2 separate regions of the Mus musculus genome follow, and region 1 is linked to region 2. A link is a contact called in public Hi-C data. All regions are on one chromosome and are shown on one strand. The core of a region is the stretch at or near the end of the contact, and the rest is flanking DNA. Distances in the headings are between cores, read along the strand shown.

Region 1 (5,281 bases), core at 1,895-4,394, 41 kb before region 2:
GCTCTGGTCATCAGGCCTGACCAACATGCACAGAGTCATCTCCTTGGCTCTCGGAGTTTTTCCTAATAAACTTTTGCTTTAAAAAAAAAAAAAGACTGTGCAGACAGGGAGATGGGCCAAAGTGTGAGACTTCCTTCTTTCCCTCCCTCCTTGTCCAGCAACTTATGTGCCAAGTTCCCCATGGGAGTGGAGACTGAACACATCTGCAGCTCAATCTATGACTCTAGTGAGCGTGCTATGTGGGAAGAACATCTCTAGACAATCTGCGAGGAGACGAACTTCCTCTAGCTTCTTCAGGGGTGGGCCTGAAGCTAGACAGATGACACAGCCACCAAGAGGGAAGGTGGGCGAAGGCAGGAAGGCAAAGGCAGCATGAAGCCAAACCCACACAGACTCAAGGGGCAAGCTTGTATCTGAAGTGTGTTAGTGTGTTTGCTTCCAATCCAGCCCTGTTACCTTTGAGCTGTGTTTTCTTTAGAGAATCGCTTAGCCAGTCTGGTCCCACTTTCCCCTTTGCAAAGGGGAGGGTGGAGCCGATACCTACTTCACAAGGAGCAAGCCAAACTGCTGGCACAGCTCAGGAAATGATCTGTGCTTTTCTTTCTTTTTTTTTTTTTTAAAGATTTACTTATTATTATATCTAAGTACACTGTAGCTGTCTTCAGACACACCAGAAGAGGGCATCCGATCTCTTTAAAGATGGTTGTGAGCCACCATGTGGTTGTTGGGATTTGAACTTAGGACCTTCGGAAAAGCAGTCAGTGCTCTTAACCTCTGAGCCATCTCTCCAGCCCCGATCTGTGCTTTTCAACACTGGCTTATATATGTATTTGTATTGTTCTGACTGCAGGCGGGCATTCCAGGCGTCTGCCCTCCTGGAGTTCATAGTCCAGACGGAGAAATAAGGATGCTACTGGTAGTTAACCGAGTGCAGCTAAACTCCCACAGGCAGGACTGCAGTCCAGAGGTGCACATCACAGGACTGAGAACCAGAACTGAGGATGGCGCTGTTTGAGCACAAATATGCATTCCCACAGACAGGAGGCCTCTGGAAAGTAGGCAAAGGCCTCTCCTGAAATCCTACCAGAGTCCGACCTTTGAAGCCAGCCTCTTCTACACTCAGAAAGCCCAGCCTGAGCCTGAGAAGTCACCCCTTACAGCAGGGCTCTTACAACTCAACTGCTGCCTCAGCAACGAGGAAAGAGGCTGAAGAACAAGGTCACCAAGAACCATTAACTGGACAACCTATCATGTGGCTCCTCCCCCAAACCGACACACCCCCTTTGTTAGCCACTGATTGCTGCAGCTCTTCAACTAGGGGTGGGGCCTTGTGAAATTTCTCCCATTCCCCTTGGCACGGACTGGTGTTGTGATTATTCATCCCATGTTCTCAGCCCTAAACTCGTCATGCATAAGGAACACTAAATGCACTTAAGAGATTGTGTATGTATATATTTAGCAATGATAATTAAAGAAGTCATGAGTGTGAAAGGGAGGGGAGGCATGGGAGGAGAGAGGGGGTGGAAATTATTTAAATACAGTACTCATGCATAACATTCTCAACAACAAAAACAGAATCATTAACTGAATATCTGGGACACCAGCCTGAGGCTCTGGTAAGGCACTGTCTGTTTTTGTTGAGACAGGGTCCCAAGTAGCCCAGGTTGGCCTTGGATTCCGTGTGGGGCTGAGGATGTCCTTAAACTCCTGATCTTGCTGCATCAGCCTTTGGAGTGCTGGTGTGATAGGTGTGCATGCAAAGGGATGCACAAGTCGGGTGGTGGTGGTGGCTCACACCTTTAATCCCAGCACCCAGAAGGCTGAAGCCGGAGAATCTCTGAGTTCCAGGCCAGCCAGGGTTGCATAAAGACACTGTCCGAAAAGTCAAAACCTAACCAAAACAACACTAAAATTATCACAGGGTGGAGATTCATCTTAGCACTTTGGAAGGAGCAGAGTTCAGTTCCCTGCACGCATATGGCGGCTGATAACCACCTGTGACTCCAGTTCAGGAAATACAGCTCTCTTTTCTCCACGGGCACATGGTGCATATACATGAAAGCACACACTCATACACACACACACAAATCTAAAAAAAAAAAAAAAAAAAACCAACAAAACCCCCCAAAACAAAATGGGAGTTCCTGTTGTCCGCCTGTGAAGGACTATCCAGAAGCCCAGAGGAGGACTGAATGGTATCTGTAAAGTAAGGAGAGGCAGTTTTTCTCGCCTTTCTAAATGCTTCTACTGTGCAGCTCCCGAGGATACAGGGCGTGTGGGGAGACCTATGACAGAGCTACTACAGAATTATTAACAAAAGCAGCTCCAGGCTCTGCCTGTCATCCCATGCCAGCGGTATGAGATCAGTGCCGCTACACACCCCTGAATAAGCACGCTTCAGGGAACCGGGTCTTGCCTGCAGACTTCCACAGTACGGATCTTTCAAGGGGTCGGGGTCGCTTTCTTTCATGTCTCCCTTCCTCTGCGGGTCAAGTGCATTGCCTTGCAGAGTCCACCGCCCTCCGACCTGACCGATCCAGACCAGCCTAACCTGGAGGTGCGACCTGGCCTCCCGGGTCCCACCCCAGACACCCCGCAGGCCTCCCTTTCACACAAGCCTGGCGGAGTACAACTAGCAGGATTTGATTCTGGGTCCCGACCACAGGTCGCTCATCCTATGACCTTGACCTCTCCCTGTCCTCCTCCCAGACCTCTGTCTTTCTGTTCTCTCTTCCAACCTCCTCCCGGCCGCGCCTCTCTCTCCGGTGATGGAGAAGCGCGGAATGGCTGTCTGAAAGGATGCTCAAGAGCAGGATGCCGGGTTAAGTCCTCCCCCGAGGCCTGGACCCGGGCTCCTTCCGCCTCTCCGCGGCCTCTCTACCCAGGCAGCCTCGGTGACGGGCACGGCTCCCCACTGAACCACGGCTCCCGGGCTCACCTGCAGGCCGACTCTGCCGAGAACGGCAGCCGGGAAGCCGCGCTTCAAGGAGACCCCGACCGTCGCCGCCATTTTGGCTCCTGACGTCAGCCCCACCCCTTCCCCTCCGGCATCCCGTCGAACACCGCGGTGGGAAGCCGGCCTCTCACCCTGAGGACCGCTAGCCGCCTAAGCGCCAACGAGTGGAAGGCCGCTTCCGGTTTCTCCGAGCCAATGTACAGGAAGTGCGTGTGTGCAGCAGCGGCCCGTAGGGCGCATGCCCACTGGGCTTCCTATGTTCCTAAGGTGACCTCTGGAGTCTGAGGGGCGGGAGAGGGAAGGGTAGCGTGGAGGGGCGGGGCAGAGGCCAGGAGGGCGGGGCTTTCCTATTCTGCTGGTGGCTGTGATTTTTAACCCTTCTCTACTTGCAGTGGTGTCTGTCAATCACCTGTGACTCTTGTCTGGTCAGCTTTGTGCTAAATCTAGAGAACCTGTCAGTCCCTACCTGATTGGGACACTTGTTAAGTGACTGAAGTGATCAAAAGATGAACGTCACGTCGGTACAGAAGTTGCATGCCCGGCATATGGAGACAGTAGGAGAACCAAGCTCACCCTCCGCTACTTAATGAGGTCGAGTCCATCTGGGATACTTGAGACCCTGCCTCAAAACACACAAAACCAAAACCAAAGCAGCCAGAAAGGGTACCTAGTATGTGGCTGGTGCCAGCCTCTGGAATGCTGTGGTAAGTGAGCGAGCTGCTCACCTAATTCCTCTCTAACCCCAAGGAAGATGACAATAGGAAAGATGGGTGATGTAGCTTATAGGCTGTCCACCAAGGACCCACAGGCTGTCCACTGTCCCCAACTTCAGATCTTCCTACAGGTAAAGAACTGCAGAGAGCTGGGATTACAGCTGTGTGCCACCATGCCTGTGTGTGCTGAACAAGCCTTCTACTAACCGACCTGTGTCCTCAGATTTCGTCAGTTTCCTTAGTCACCTGAGCTGCTTTTTTTTTCTGGCACTTCTAGACAGGGTTTCTCTGTGTAGCCCTGACTGTCCTGGAACTCACTTTGTAGACCAGACTGGACTTGAACTCAGAAATCCGCCTGCCTTTGCCTTCCAAGTGCTGGGATTAAAGGCATGCGCCACCACTGTCCAGCCTTTCTGACACCTTTTATGGGTTCTCTCAGAGCCCCCCACCCTCTGACTGGGGATTTGACCACCTTGGGCAGGCGTGATCTTGGTATCCCAAGTCACTTGGTCTCTTGGGGCACCCAGTGACTTTGCTGGTCCTTGTTACCAGAGGAAGGATTTGATTTCTTTCCGCTCACCTTTGGCAGAGGAGGGCACTGTTTATAGTCTTGGGTTTCCTCACGCTGGCTCTTTTAGAAGACACTGGAGAAATTACCATGACAGGAGGAATGGCTAGATGGGGCCAAGTTTCTGGGAACTCACCCTGAATCTGGCTTCTCTGCCAGGTAGCCTCATTAAAGGGGGTGTGGAGAGGCCTGAACCCCTGGGGGTTACCTTGATCGCCCCCTCAAGGCCATGTGACCATTGACAAGTCCTTCGCCACTTTTTGACTTATAGCGTCCTTGCCTGAATCACTAGGGGTTGTGGCAGCTGAGTTAAGATTCTATGACTGGTGTGGTTGTCTTGCGCAACAGATGGTAAGGTGGCCTTGGCTTCTCAGGGGCCCTGGCTCAGCACTGGGTAGGTTCTTCTAGACTACCCAAGGGACCACCATCAGGGCCACCCAAATCGGCCAAGGTTGTAGGAAGGCTGTCATTTTCTTTGTAACTCCTCCAGGGTGTCAACAGGCAGTATTTCTAGAGAACTGGCCCCCTTAGCCATTTTTAGCCACCATGTCAAAGACAGACACCACTGCTACATGAATGGCCACCCAGGTCACCTTGGAAAAAGCATTGAGCAGCCAGCAAAACTGAGACCTTGATTTATTGGAGGGGCCCTTGGTGCCAGTGTGCCCACACACCCTGCAGTCACATCATTCCTGGGCGTCATGGGGATTTGGGGAGCTTAATGTTATGGAAGGATAATAAATTCCTGGGTGGCTCCACCTCCGCCCTGAGCTTTGGGGTGCCAGAAAGGCACAGATGCCATAGGGCTTAAAGGTCTTCATGGCCCCTTCCTGACTTGGGTTGCCAAGCTGTCCTTGCCGTAAGACCGCAGGGTTTGGGGCTGGTTGGCTGGCATCCGCGGAGAGAGTGATATATTGCTTTCATCAGACATGCTGCTGGAAGCCCTGTGTTTATGCAGAATCTCACCTCATCGCCCACAAATGTGTTTACATCAACAGTCTCCTCTGGTCCTCCCAACAACCCTGATGAGTTTGAATAACTGTC
Region 2 (5,466 bases), core at 2,579-5,078:
GAGGTCATCATCTCCCAGGGACCCTCAGCAGACACAAATAGCTTTGTGTCCCTGCAAACCCTGGCAGGGACGGGAGGCTGATCTTCACAGTAGAGGCGTGGGAGATCCAGATCACATGCCCAAGGTCACAGGTGGCAGGCAAACCAGGGGCTCAATTTCCAATTCCCTCCTCTGGTCTGTCTCAGGAGCATCAGCGCATACACAGGCCTGTCTGTGTTTCCATCTCTGCCTTTCCGTCTCTCCTCATTTTATTTTCGTTGAGAAATCATGTCTCCAGCCCCTGTCCATCTAAAGGAACCTGTGTTGCCAGGGAACCTGTGTTGCCAGGTGCAGACAGTTGATCTAGGGCAGGGTCCCTGTTGACCCCTTTCTATTGGGGAAGACACTCTAGGCATCCACTCACAGAAAAGCTTTGTAGAGCCTGTGCGGTAGAGAGAAGGTTCAACATGAGATGGCCTTAGGTTGGAACTCTGGTTCTCCGGTCATGAGATGTGTGACTTTGGACAGGTTCCACAACCTCTCTTGGCCCTTATTTCCTCATCTGTAGCATGGGGTTTTGGTTATAGGAGTTGTACCAACTGCAAAGGCCACTGGATCCCTGAGATCCGGAGTTACCAATGGTTGTGAGCCCTGCAGTGCCCTGGCCTCACTAAGCCACATAACAGGCTTTTCCTTTCTCATCTCGTCTCTCTTCTCTTCTCTTCTCTTCTCTTCTCTTCTCTTCTCTTCTCTTCTCTTCTCTTCTCTTCTCTTCTCTTCTCTTCTCTTCTCTTCTCTTCTCTTCTCCTCTCCTCTCCTCTCCCCTCCCCTCCCCTCCCCTCCCCTCCCCTCCCCTCCCCTCCCCTCCCCTCCCCCTCCCCCCTCCCCCTCCTTCTTCCTCCTCCTCCTCCTCCTCCTCCTCCTCCTCCTCCTCCTCCTCCTCCTCCTCCTCCTCCTCCTCCTCCTCCTCCTCCTTCTTCTTCTTCTTCTTCTTCTTCTTCTTCTTCTTCCTCTCTCTCTCTCTCTCTCTCTCTCTCTCTCTCTCTCTGAGACAGGGTTTCTCTGTGTAACTATGCAGACCAGGCTGTCCTCAAGTTCACAGAGATCCACCTGCCTCTGCCTCCTGTGTGCTGGGATGGAAGGCGTGCACCACCACCACCACCCAGCCTGTGTCCTGATTCATTACTCGCTGAAGGACCTACTAGCTTCCTTCCCATAATGAACTCTGTGTGCACAGTCTCTCAGCCACCTCCTCTCCATTTCCCACAGTACTTCCCAGTTCTCTTGGACCCATCACTGTCCCCATGGTCAACTTACATCTCCACTGCCTTCTAGCCTCCCCAGCCACCAGTGGTCCCCCTGGACCTTCTCCCGGGCTCTAATGGGGCGTTGTCTATAGGCCAACAAGGAGAGGCCAGAACAGCCCTTCTGGGCTCTGCCCTCCCCACAGAGGGGAACACACCTGCTTCACAGCTTGTGGGCTCCAGACATTTCCCAGAGGCTCTGGGTCCTGCCTCAGCTACCCAGAATAGCCCCAAGGTGTCAGGTGGCGCCTGGTGCCGGGGGTGTGGGGTAGATTCATGGGAAATGTCACCAGGATTGAGTTTGAGGCCACTGCCCTGGGAACCTAGCCACAGGAGTCGTGGCTGCATTTAGGCCAGCAGCCAGCCATGGGGACCATGGCTGTGCTGGCCTGGTCTTCTGACTTGTCCTAGAGGTTTGAGATGGATGCAGTGTGAAGAAGCACTCTGGAGTCTGGGAGAAGAAGGGCATCCTGGTGTGGATGCTGAACGTTCCTGCCCTGGGCCTGGGGGAAGCTCCGGTCTGTGGAGCATTTACCCAAGGTACAAAGGGGAGAAAGGCACTGAGGCGCCAGTATGCTCCTCAGCTGGGACCTCAGCAGGAAGGGTGACTGTTCCCTCCCACCCTTTACCCCTCCCCCAACTTTCCTCAATAAAGTCTATTGCGGGAGTGGGGGAGAGGGTAAGAGTAGAGCCCAGAAGGGGTGGTCTGCTTGTCAGGGTCACACAGCGGGATCAGACACAGAGATTTGGCCAGGGGCTCCTTGGTTTGTTCCCGTATTTCAGGACGATGTCTCTCCAGGCAGGGAGTAAGAAGGGAGAGGAGAGAGGAGGGCCTCTGCTCAACACCTGCTGGGCCTTGAAACAGGCCCTGTGCACACCCCACTCCCCTGAATCCCTGGAGGCACCATGCTAGAATGCTCTACAACCACCCCCCCCTTTTCCAGGCGGGGACACTGAGGCTGGGGATGACGGAGAGGGTGAGAGATCACCATGAGATGGACAGAGGAGGCTAAGTCCCGGCTAATTCCTGTCTGTGCTGAGGCCCCGGTTCCTGCTGTCAATGTGGGCTTAGACAGTCCCAGTGAGGTGCACTCAGACCTGCTTCTGTGGGGCCAGGCCTAGTGTCTAGGGACGTTCAGGGTGTCCCTGCCTCTGAGGTGCTGCTTCTAATCCCTCAGCCTGGAGGAGCCAGAGGGAGGAGAAGGTTGGGTTAGGTGGGACATAGACAACACACCGGTCACTGGTTCCCGCTAGTGGAACAGAAAACAGACATGATTTGAGCTGATTTCAATCAGCCTGGTTGTTACGATGTAAACGTCTGCCTTCCATTTTGAGAGGATGCCTGCCTGGGGAGCCTCCGCCACACACCTCCGTTTTCATTACTTTTTGAGACAGCGTTTACTTAAGTCTAGGTGGGCCTTGAACTCTCTTCTTAGCCCAGAAAGGCACTGGCAACCAGTCTCCTGCCTCAGCTTCTGAGCAGCTGGGATGACAGGCTGGGTCTCCAGCTCTGATTTCCTTTCTGCTTTAAAATAGGATTTATTTATTTTTACTTTATGTGCATTGGTGTTTCGCCCGCATGGATATCTGTATGAGGGTGTCAGATCACTTTGGGCTGAATTACAGACAGATCCGGGCTGCCACCTGGGTGCTTGAATTGATCCCTGGTCTGCTGGAAGAGCAGCGGGTGCTCTTAACCGCTGAGCCAGCTCTCCAGCAAACACTATTCATTTATATATATATATTTTGAGATGGGGCAGATGTAGCCCGGGCTGGCCTTGAATTTGCTATGTAGCCAAGGCTGGCTTAAAATCCTGGTCCTCCTGTATCTATCACCCATGTTCTGGGATTACTAGTGTACTTCATGATATGTGTGTATGTGCTACGGGACATGTTTTACTGTCCCATGGACCAAGACAACCAGGACTCATGGCAGTTAAGTAGCCACTGAGAAGCGAAAACAGGACACTCCCCAGATGGTGGATGGCGTTGGCTCGGCTTCTTTGCCTCTGGCAGTCGAGTGTCACCAGGGCCACACCTGAGCTCCTCCTGAGCCTAGAGCTCAGCCTCAGGTCTCAGGTGGAGGACAAGCCTGGTTACCTCCTCCTCTGACTATCTCTCTGCCTGTGTCTCCTTGGTGCACTTCCTGAGAGTGTGCCAGCCAGGGTCACCTCTGACAAGTCTCTGGCCACTGCCTCGTCCCCCCACTGGCTTTGTCCTCAGGTATCCCTGGCTCTGTGGCATTGGGTTTCCTGGGGGCGGTCATCTGAGACAGGTGGGGGCTGTGTGCTTGCAAGGCTGTTCAGTCACATGCCAGCGATCACAGCACACAGGGGAGTCAGGCTACAACTCTCACCCCCCCATCTCCCCATCATCCCAAGGCCCCCTCACCCCTGGGCTAAAAAGCCCTCAGCACAGAGGGAAGAACACTGTGACAGCACTCAGGACACTAGGGAGAACACTGCCACTGAGGGTCCTCCAGCCTCCAAAGAGCCACAAGAGAAGAGAAGGGGGGGGTGTCTCACAGAGAAGTACCGGTTTTTAGAGGAAGTTTCACAACTCTTAGAAAATGAGATAAGTGGCTCGATTTGGTGCCCTATCAACCATTTCTAGGTGTAACCCAGGCAACTTCGTTGTCTTTGGATAGACTGATGTCTTGATGGGTAGACAGCAAGGTCTGGAGCATGGTAAACAGTGGGTGCTCAATAAACGGTCTGTGTTTATCTGCCTCCTCTTCCATTTCCTTCTTCTCAGAGCACCCCACCTCTATAGCAGTGAGTCAGGGGACAGTGTCCGGATGGTGGTTCCCACCACTGTCAATGTTTAACCACAGCTGGATGGCCGAATGAGCGTCTGGACTCCTTCTAGCTTGAAGGCATCAATAAAGATAAAATCTTACGTGTAGCAGGGACTGATTATTCAGAAGGGTCACAGCCCTGGATTCTGCTCAGCCCACGGTGTCCCTGACACCCACAGCAGGGCCCTGCAGGGGAAGAACTGAGGGGTTTGTTTCCAGCTTGGAACTCGACCTGCCATACTGTTGCTGTGTGCCTGTGAGTGAGTTTCCTAACCTCTCTGGGCCACATCATGCTTTGTGGATCAAATGAAGAGCCTGGACCAGATGAGTTAAGGACCCTAGGCTGTGTCTCTGTGCCCAGGGCTGGGGCTGGGATGGTGGTGAGGATTGTCAGGGACAGTGGCAGTGCCTGGAGACTCCAGGCTGTAGTGTGTGTGTGTGTGTGTGTGTGTGTGTGTGTGTGTGTGTGTGTGTACAGGGCTGGACAGAGGCTCTGAGCTTTTCTCTTTCTCTCTGCAGCCCACAGAGCCTGTGAAGGGAACACCACAACACATCTCCTCCACAGGAGCCCCCTGCCCCCCATCCCTGGAGTCTCAGGATTCACATGCTCCGCCTGAAGCTTGCATTGCTTGGAAGCGGCTCCAGGAGCCAGTCTGCCACCCTGAAACCTGCCCTGAGTTCTTTTCTAGGTCCCCCAAAGTGAAGACACCCCCAGCCCCCAGCACCAACTCACCAATGGCCGTGAGGAAGAGCCCAGCCTGGTCAATGGGGGCGCTGCCCTCCTCTTCATAGTAGTTGACAGTGACCTTGGTGAGATGCACACACAGGGACAGGAGAGAAGGGCAGAGGTCACAGGTTACAATGAAAAAAATGAAACAAAAGACCAGGAGTAACCCCCTACCTCCCAGCGCATCAGTCCTCTCTGGACGCAGGGCCCCCTCCTCCAGGAAGCACTCCTGAACTGTTAGATGCTTTTCCCAGATAATCCAACCAGACAGGGGGCTCCTCTCCCCTACCTGACCTGTTCCCTGGCACACACACACACACACCCAACACCTTCCTGAGAGCACGATGCTGTGTGTGCAGCATCAGCCAAGCCCCAGGGATTTGTTTCTTTGCGTGGCACCAGGTGCCAAAGCTGCAAATGGGCTAGAGTAATATTCTCTAGAGCCCAGAGTGGGGACCATCTGGCCTTGTTTCATCATCTGGGCAAACCATCCCACCCCGATTGCTCAGCAACGCACTTTATCAATGGTGAGGTCTGTGGTGCTATGCATATCATCTCTAATCTGCTATTTATCCCAGGCTAACTGCAACACAGTGATGCTCCTGTCTCTGCCTCTTAAGTCCTGGTCTCTCTTTGCGCAGGGGCCATGCTAATCTTCT

Evidence for each region. Hi-C and Micro-C count contacts between places; a contact is called where the count stands out from the background.
Region 1: a Hi-C map of bone marrow-derived macrophages shows a contact between it and region 2, with 2.5 times the contacts expected there. The contact joins the promoter of Sdhb here to the enhancer-like site in region 2. A contact is called at or near these places in 2 of 39 promoter capture datasets (macrophages and pre-B cells), 2 of 15 datasets of contacts at CTCF or cohesin (CD8 T cells and embryonic stem cells), 33 of 484 Hi-C or Micro-C datasets (the 63-12 cell line, the AML12 cell line, B cells and 23 more), 16 of 115 datasets of contacts at active chromatin or transcription factors (the 230-238 cell line, CD8 T cells, the HPC-7 cell line and 9 more) and 3 of 9 other capture datasets (adipose tissue, embryonic stem cells and liver).

Annotation. Positions count from the first base shown.
Region 1 is chr4:140,959,134-140,964,414 of GRCm38.p6, reverse strand. Sdhb (succinate dehydrogenase complex, subunit B, iron sulfur (Ip)) reads right to left here and starts at 3,144. Exons shown (of 8, transcript NM_023374.4): 1 at 2,939-3,144. The coding sequence starts at 3,010.
Region 2 is chr4:140,918,728-140,924,193 of GRCm38.p6, reverse strand. Padi2 (peptidyl arginine deiminase, type II) reads right to left here. Exons shown (of 16, transcript NM_008812.2): 3 at 4,814-4,886. It also overlaps the pseudogene Gm26226. Among named protein-coding and RNA genes, the nearest start is that of Gm34375, 11 kb to the left of the region's middle. Within about 2 kb of position 3,828, at least 26 of the 459 cell types and tissues checked have an H3K27ac peak or open chromatin away from gene starts, as enhancers often do. A contact at or near this core is called in the 63-12 cell line, B cells, the G1E-ER4 cell line and 5 more, where this site is marked.